Regions from separate parts of the Mus musculus genome. Here region 2 is linked to region 1. The links are chromatin contacts, called in public HiChIP or PLAC-seq maps. All regions are on one chromosome and are shown on one strand. The core of a region is the stretch at or near the end of the contact, and the rest is flanking DNA. Distances in the headings are between cores, read along the strand shown. Region 1 has its middle 26 kb from the start of Gm22249. Region 2 has its middle 27 kb from the start of Wdr1.

What was found. HiChIP or PLAC-seq counts read pairs in DNA pulled down with a chosen protein or histone mark.
Region 2: a contact with region 1 is called in an H3K27ac HiChIP or PLAC-seq map of embryonic stem cells, with 5 read pairs. The contact joins two enhancer-like sites. A contact is called at or near these places in 2 of 484 Hi-C or Micro-C datasets (the F1.1 cell line and myocytes), 2 of 115 datasets of contacts at active chromatin or transcription factors (embryonic stem cells and microglia) and 3 of 9 other capture datasets (embryonic stem cells, liver and pancreatic islet).

Annotation. Positions count from the first base shown.
Region 1 is chr5:38,518,263-38,522,938 of GRCm38.p6, forward strand. No RefSeq gene overlaps it. Among named protein-coding and RNA genes, the nearest start is that of Gm22249, 26 kb to the right of the region's middle. Within about 2 kb of position 3,304, at least 5 of the 459 cell types and tissues checked have an H3K27ac peak or open chromatin away from gene starts, as enhancers often do. A contact at or near this core is called in embryonic stem cells, where this site is marked.
Region 2 is chr5:38,586,323-38,590,641 of GRCm38.p6, forward strand. No RefSeq gene overlaps it. Among named protein-coding and RNA genes, the nearest start is that of Wdr1, 27 kb to the left of the region's middle. Within about 2 kb of position 2,814, at least 44 of the 459 cell types and tissues checked have an H3K27ac peak or open chromatin away from gene starts, as enhancers often do. A contact at or near this core is called in embryonic stem cells, where this site is marked.

The DNA of each region.
Region 1 (4,676 bases), core at 2,054-4,553:
TTGCTAGGACAAAACACCCGATGGAAGCAACTTAAGAGAAGAATTGACTTCTGGCTCGCAGTGTAAAGGGGGCTGGAGAGACGGCCCGGAGATTAGGAGCATTTGCTGCTCTTGCAGAGGGAACCTGGGTTCTGTTCTCAGCACACACATGATGGTTCATAACCAACTATAACTCCCATTCCAGGAGATCCAATGCTCTCTTCTAACTTCCCTGAGCACCAGACACGTGGTACACACATATGCATGCAAGACACTTATACATATGGAATAAAAAGAAAATAATCTAAAAACTCTGTTTTTAAAAAAGTAGGATACTGTTTTTCACAGGGGGTAAGGTAAGGTAGAGTTCACCGAGGGAGTCCCTGATGGGGTCACATAAGGAAGGAAACCTGTGAAGAGATAGGGATGAGAGCCTCTGCAGACTGACCATCAACCTAGATCAGATGTCCGGTGAGTCTGAAGTAATTGTTCTGGGGAAGCTGGGTGAGATCTGCTTCCACGGATAGCACAGGCTCACCAGGTCATTAGCAAAATCAGCTCTCAGCTTTCTGGATAGGATTCGGGTGTCTGATTTCTATCTTCCCCCATTGAGGAGACACCCCCTCATGATTAACATTCATGGCACTCTGAGTGCTTCTCTGTGAGTACAAAGACCCCTATACCCACAACAGTTCATGACAACCGTGTATGGGGTCCAGGAACCACTCAGGGAATGGGGAGCAGAGACGTGAGGATTCCAGCACTCATTTGTTTCCTATCTCTCTTTGTATTAATTTGGAGATCTAGTCAATTGGACGGTGCCACCTACATTCAAGGGTGGTTCTTCACCCTCACAGTGGGTCCTTCTGGAGATGCCCTCACAGACATGCTCAGAGGTGTTCCTTATTAATACCCTGGGCGTTACTTAATCCAAACAAGTTGTCAATCAAAAATAACATTTTAGACTTTTTTTAAAAAAAAATTAAAGTTTTTAAGAAAGGTTTTAGATATTACATCGCAAGAGCAGAAAAATCAGCCCCAAGTGAGGCAACGTCTGGGGTTCCTATTAAGAACATGTCAACTAGTTGAGAGATGCGTTCAGACCACTTGGACTAGAACAGAGACAACAACAGGACAAACTTTGCTTCAGGCCACAGATGCATGTTTGCAGGCATTTAATGCCTGTCCATCTACCTCCATGTGCTCTTCACTCAACTGTGAAATCATTAAGGGCTTGCCCAGAGGATTCTGCCAGTCAGAGCTAGTTTCAAGTCTCTATATTATGCTCTGCAGGAGTCCAGTTATTTAGCATTAATTACCCAGCAGACTGTTCCCAGCTTCAAACGTCTTTTATTTGGGGAGTAACAGCCACACCTTGAAGAATGCTGTGATAAACTACAGCCCATCTAAGCCAGGTTATTACAGGTAAAAAGACGGCAGAAACAGTGAATCTGAAAATACAACCTCCATGCCCATGCCGCCGGGAGCCGCCTGGTCTTTTCTGAACAGTGAAGCTATGTGTACAATACATGAGACATAGATGTGCTAAAAAAAAAAAAAAAAAAAAAAAAAGGGCGTCATTCACCTGAGATTCAAATACATCGAGGTGTCTTATAAAGTGTGGTCTCTAGTGAACAGTAGCAGCCAATCTTAGTATTAATACCCAGAACCCCTTGCCCTTAAGTCAATATGAGTCAAATGATTTTAAAGTAATAATAGTAATAAATTAACAAGAGAAGTCAACAGGTGAATATAAATGTTAAAGATCACTTTGTGTCCCCTCAAATCATACCATGTAGAAATATGGCTGTCAGACTCCTAAGTGCCTGAGACTGTCTAGGTGTTTGTAGAAAATAAAGCCTTCTAGACATTAAAAAAAAAAATTACCAAGGAGGCTGGAGAGCTGGCTCAGTGGTTAAGAGCTCCTCTTTCCAGAGGTCCTGAGTTCAATTCCCAGCATTATATATGGCTCACAACTATCTATAATGGGAACTGATGCCCTCTTCTATCATGTGGGCTTAAATACAAATCGAGCATTCATATACGTATAATATATAAATAAATCTTTTAAATAATATCAAAAGGGGGGCTGGAGAGATGGCTCAGTGGTTAAGAGCACTTCCGAAGGTCCTGAGTTCAAATCCCAGCAACCATATGGTGGCTCACAACCATCTGTAATGAGACCTGATGCCCTCTTCTGGGGTGTCTGAAGACAGTACAGTGTACTTACATGTAATAAATAAATCTTTAAAAAAAAATAACAAAAGGAATTGACAAGTGAGGGCAAGCTGAGAACTGGGAGGGGATTTGTCTGGAATGGGGGTGTATGTGGCTGGAGAGTCACAATCTGGAGCTCAGACACCCTTGCTTTGGGCCAGTATCCCTCCAAATCACATTGAGTGTGAGGCCAGGGTATCAAGGAACCAGGAGGAACCAGACTGGAGCAGCAGTGGGGTAGAGTCTGTCTAACCCTGGAAATATCTCTAGAGTAGTGGGAGTGAGGACCACTCCCTCCCCTGCCAGGACCTGCAAGTCCTGTACCCCCCAACCCCCATCCCCATCCCCAACCTTAGTCCCCACCTAAGAGGTCACATAGTTGAAGCCAGGTTAAACTTCTCTTCTCCTTATATGGTCATGTCCAGCAAGCACCTGGAATTCCCCATCATGCAATAAAGCATTCCCAGTACCTTAGCCCCAGTCAAAGACTTACACTCACTTCAAAAGTCTCCACCCACTCCTCAGATGTTTAAATAGCCTTTGTTTTCCTTTGTTTTCAATTAAATGAGCTGCTCAATGAAGCCTGCCTCATCTGGAGTTTGTTTCTTACTGTGCTGCCCATTGCCTGAGGCCTCCATCACCCCAGGCTGTTCCTGCCTCCCACTTCCTCCCCTGAGGATCCAGGAAGGGCCAATGAAAGTGAAGCCCCAATGGCAATTGGGGAATAACGTGGAGGAAATTTCTAGAAAAAGGTTGCACTTTGAATATGAGTCTTAGCTAGGGTTTTACTGCTGTGAACGGACACCATGACCAAGGCAACTCTTATAAGGACAACATTTAATTGGGGCTGACTTACAGGTTCATTATCAAGGCAGGAACATGGCTACATTCAGGCAGGCATGGTACAGACAGAGATGAGAGTTCTATATCTTCATCTGAAGGCTGTTAGCAGAATACTGGCTTCCAGGCAGCTAGGATGAGGGTCTTAAAGCCCACACTCACAATGACACACCTACTCCATCCAACAAGGCTACACCTACTACAACAGGGCCATACCTTTATACAAACCATCACAATAGGGTTGGCTCAGGAGTGGCACTATTAGTAGGTATGGCCTTGTTGAAGTGGGTGTGGTCCTGTTGGAGGAAGTGTGTCACAGTGGGGTTGAGCAATGAGACCCTCCTCCTAACTATGTGGGAGCCAGTCTTCTAGTGGCTTTCAGATGAAGATGTAGAACTCTCAGTTCGTCACACACCATACTGCCTGAACACTGCTATGCTCCCATCTTGGTGATAATGGATTGAACCTCTGAACCTGTAAGCCAGCCCCAATTAAATGTAAGAGTTGCCTTGGCCATGGTGTCTGCTCACAGCAGTAAAACCCTAACTAAGAAGTTGGTACCAGGGACTGGGGTATTGCTGTGATAGGGTTGACCATGTTTTTATTTGGAGGTATGTGGATTTTGAGACTTTGGGTTTGGAAAACAGTGAAAGGCTTTAAGTAGGAGCTTAATTATCCATCCTAGTAGAAATATGGAAGGCTTTGTTGCTGCTTGATTTGAACTGTACAGACCTGACCCAAGAGGTTTCCAGTGGAGAATTTCAGTAGGTGGCCCTTTCTATTCTTGACTCTAAAACGAGAGCCATTTGACTGAAGCTGTCAAGTTCTGCTGCTTGCTGGGCTGGGACACCCCCCTCCTCATTCTACCAGCCTTCTGTTTTCCAAATCCCTCACTGCTTAAGCTTGACTGTCCTGGAACTTATTCTGTAGATTGACCTTGAACTCAAGAGATCTGCATGGCTATGTCTCCAGAAGGTTGGGATTAAAGGTATGTACTTGGACTTTAAGTTTTTCTTCACTTAGAATTTGCTATGTCCCATGTTGGCCTTGAACTCAGAAATCTGCTTGTCTCTGGAGATTAAAGACCTGTGCTACCTTGCCTGGGCCTAAGCTCTTCATGGCCACTATGCCTCAAGATCAGGATCAAACGCATGCTCCCTGTTTCTGGTTTGTAGCCTCTCACCACCATTGGAAACAACCTTTAATGTTCACCCAGAGGAGTAATTACACTCTTGTTTATGTGTTTATTTATGGTGTTGGTGATGGAATATGGGGGTCTCCTGCTAGACAGTCACTGTCCCACTGAGCTGTATCTCTAGCCCTGTTTTTCTTAGGAAAATTTCCCTTTTGAATAATAATATATAAAAAAGTAAGAATTAAAGGAAATATATATATATATATATATATATGTATATAATTTTTTACTCACTCATTTTACATCCCACTCACTGCCCCCCTCCCACATCCCTTCCTCCAGTCTTCCCTCCCCTTCTTCTCTGAGTGGGTGCCCCCCCCCCCCCCGTTTCTCCCCACCCTGGCACATCAAGTCTCTGTGGGGCCAGGTACAACTTCTGCATCTTTCTGAAACTAAATGGTTGGGCGAACTTAAGGTTGGTTTTTATTCCATTGAAATAAATTAC
Region 2 (4,319 bases), core at 1,564-4,063, 68 kb after region 1:
AAAAGGTTGATGAAGTCCATGATGAGAGGAAGGTGTGATGGAGTGGTTATCTACAGCACTGAGAACATGTGGCACAAAGGCTGCTCACATGATAGCAGACAGGAGGCAATGTGTACAAGGCAGTGTCACCAGGGAGGGGATGGGAAAGCCCAAAAAGATGCCTCCTTATCTAGTAGCAGACTCCATGTTCTTAAAGACTCTATAGCCTTCAAAAATGCATTATAAGCAGGAGACCAAGCACTCAAAATGTGCCTGTGGAGGACATTAATCCATTCATCCAATCTCTTACCAGCCAATCTACTTGACATATGAACAAGTGTTTGTATTTAGAGCTTCTTCTGCCTTCCTACAAATGCATTGACTCATCCTGTGCCCACTTGGAATTTTCATGACTTGTTTTGAGGATATCTCCAAAGAAACATGGTAGCACAACCATTTACAATATGATTTTGTGTTGAGCCAATTCATGTATGAGACAGGACCAGTGTTTGTTCCTTTTCTGGCGTCTTAGGGTTCCTGTTGCTGTGATGAAACATCATGTCCAAAACAACTTAGTTGGGTTTTATTTCTGTGAAGAGCCACTATGGCCAAGGCAACTCTTATAAAGGAAAAACATTTAATTGGAGCTGGCTTACAGTTTCAGAGGTTCAGTCCATTGTCATCATGGCAGGAAGCATGGCAGCAGGCAGACACACATGGCACTGGAAGAACCAAGAGTTCTCCATCTTGATCTGAAGGCAGCAGAATAGGGACTGTCTTCTACACAGGGCATCGCTTGAGCATAGGGATCCTCAAAGCCCACTTCCACAGTGACACACTCCCTCTAACAAGGCCATTCCTCATAATAGTGCCACTCCCTGTGGGCCAAGCATTCAAACACATGATTCTATGAGAGGACGAACCTATTCAAACCACCACAGGGAGAAAAGGCTTTGATTCAGCTTACAGGTCCACATCACTATTCATCATCGAAGGAAGTGAGGACGGGAACTCAAACAGGGCAGGAACCTGGAGGCAGGAGCTGATGCAGAGGCTGTGGAGGGATGCTGCTTACTGGTCTGTTCTCCATGGCTTCCTCAGGCTGATTTTTTGTAGAACCCAGGACCACCCGTCCAGGGCTGGCACCACCCACAGTTAGCTGGGCCCTCCATTACCAATTTTTAAAAGTGTCTTATAGGCTTTGTCTACAACCCATTTTACGGAGGCATTTTCTCAATTGAGGCTCCTTCCTCTTGGATACAAGTCTGCTGATTGAATGTTGATGGCCCAGCACGTTTTTTAAGTAGCGCTGCGAGGACACATTCTAGAGCTTCTGAATGAGATGGCACCAGCCCAGGTGACTTGAGCCACTAACTTACCTCTTTGAATGTAGCGTTTCTAGGGTACACATAGCTCAGGCTTGGCCCTACTATTCTTATGCTAGATCTCAATATGGGCCTCATCTCGAAGAGTGTCTTCACGACTGCATTGCTTTTCTGTTGCTGTGATAAAACACCATGGCCAAACACAGCTCAGGAGGAAAGGGGTTGTTTTGGCTTACTGTCCCAGAAAGTCCATCTGAGTATCATTACCTCAGCTGTCTCCCTGCGTTCACAAGAAACCCCACAAATTAGCTCAACTGCTTTACATCTTCAGCTCTATCAGTGCTTCCCAGTGCAGTGGAAGCTCATGAAAGTGACATGACTGTGAGCCCAAAAGGCTAGAAAAGAGTGCAGAGGTGAGACACGGAACAGGTTCTAGGTGCTTCCGAGGCCTGAGGCTCCTAGTTCTATGTCAAGGGTTTTCAGCTGCTGTGCTGATACTCCAAGATCTCTGAATTTCCAGAGTCTCATGTCTGACTGCACAGCCACAGCTGGTGGCAGTGGACACATTGGCCAGGGGTGCAATCAACTGGAAGGAAAGGAAACCAGGACAGCTTCAGGCCTGGAGCAAATGTTTTCCCTGTGTGGGTCACTGCTGTAGGATCTTTCAGTTGTCACATGGAAACCCATCACTTTGCATGGTATTCGCATGCACACCACTATCCTTTGCTCACATTGGTGCTCCTCCAACACTCCCTGCTGTTTCCCCTTTGCCCGATCAGGCCCTTCTTTCTTTCTTAAGTGTAGATTCACATGTGAGAGACCTGCAATGTTCTATCTAACTCACTCATTGCCCCTTATTCCACCCTTCCTCTTCCACAAAGCCCCTTCTGCTTTCATGTTTAAGACATTTTATTTTGGGGGCCAGAGAGGTGGCTCAGCAGTTAAGAGCACTGACTGCTCTTCCAGAGGACCTGAGTTCAATTCCTAGCAACCACATGGTGGCTCACAACCCTCTATAAAGGGATCTGATGGCCTCTTCTGTCTGATGCCTCCTTCTATCATGCATATAGAGCACTTGTATACATAAAATACATACATGAATCTTAAAAATACATTGTATTTTTATAAAATTGTTTTGATAATCACCGTGGATATAATGCATTCTTATTATTCTTCCACTCTCATTTCTTCTCTCTCTCCAGCCCTACTTCCTTATAAACCCATCCTAGATTACTGCTGTCCTGCTGAGTATATTCTGTGCCATCAATGTGATGACCACGGGTTTGGAATTACCCACTGGAGCCCGGTGGGCTCACTTATGACTGGTTACAAAGTGAATATTGTACCTATGCCCTTTACCAGAATCTGTTAGTTCCCAAACAGTTTGAGAATAATTGGTAGAATCCTGTACACCCCAGCCACTCCCACAACAAAACGGGCTAAGCCAGTTTCAAGTCAGCCCGGTGTCAGGAGGGGCAGTTGCTGAGTCATGATTGCCACGGTCGTGTCGTGCTTGGAAGGAAACGGGGTGAAGCTGGTTTATTTTTACTATGTGCACCACTTAGAAAGCCTAGTGTAGAGCATAGGAAGGGTTTTAGGGGAAGCTTTGAAGAGCGGGGTGGAAGATGCCTTAGTCCTCACAGCTCCTTCCTTATCTTCTAGGCCTTACATTCTTTGTGTCGTCTTCTGTGAAATTTTCTGAGCCTGAAAGGGGTTGACTTGTCTTGCTTAGGGCTAAGCCAACTGTCAGGCTTGGTTTCATGTGCAGCCAGGAATCTCTGTGTGTGCCCCTGTTCGCTGCAAAGAAGTTCTCTGTCTAAGGCTTTTGTAGGTATAAGCTTCGCTATTTAGAAAGTAGTTTGATGCTATGCCAAGCTAGCTAGAAGCAGTAAGAAGCCTGTTCCTACTAAGGCCTTTGGACTTGAGTCAGATTTTTGACTGGGTTCACAGTATCACAGTATAGTTCTATCTGTGGCACATTGGGTTGAGGAATTTGCAAAACAGTCAAGATAGAGGAGAAGAGGTGTTTCCTCCCACAGAGGGGTGGGAACCTGATATTTAGTATTTACCTTTGAAGGACTGGTATCATCACAAGACATCCCAAGACTAAAATCTCAGCACAAAAGGGATTTTGCCTCAAGGGACAAAGTGCAGGGAATAAGAAACAAAGACAAAGATAGAGGATGAGAGGAGGGGAAAGGAACAAGGAAGAGGGGGAAGGGATATTTGAACTGGGGGCTGGGGCACAAAGGACTATATCCAGATAGAGATGAGCCAGATATGGTATATAGGAAACTGGTTGTTTATAAAGGTAATTGGGGAACCCTGGAGTTAGGATGAGGTATTTATTTTAATTGGGCATGTTCATTAGGGCAACCAAAGGGGGGCTTTTGATTGATTACTGGACTTTTAATACTCTGATAGCTGGGCCTTGGTAGTCAGTCTCAGGAGGAAGAAGTGACCAAGGAGACCAAATAAAGGATTAGACCTTTTTTTTTTTTTTTTTTTTTTTTTGGACTAGCTTTAGGAGTGTTATCTAATATGGTTTTTAGCAAGTGAGAGGGAGTGAGAGAGAAGGGCAAGGCGTGCCAGAGCCCTGTTTGTCAGGCTGGCTAGAGTCCTTTCAATCTTCACAATGGAGAAGGATTATCTTGTCAGTCACAGTGGAGGTTAACTAAGGCTCCTGAGTCACCGTGTGGGTGTGCTGACCTGAGAGTTTGATAGTGGAAGGGCTAATCTTGAGATTGAGTTTTAACTGATTCAGGAGTCTGGTCTGAGGGTTAGTATCTTTGACATTAAGAGCTGGGTTCTGCATTGCACACGTCAGCAAGATTTTGCTGAAAGGACCCTGATATAGCTGTCTCTTGTGAGGCTATGCCAGTGCCTGGCAAACACAGCAGTGGATGCTCACAGTCAGCTATTGGATGGAACAGAGGGCCCCCAATGGAGGAGCTAGAGAAAGTACCCAAGGAACTAAAGGGATCTGCAACCCTATAGTTGGAACAACAATATGAA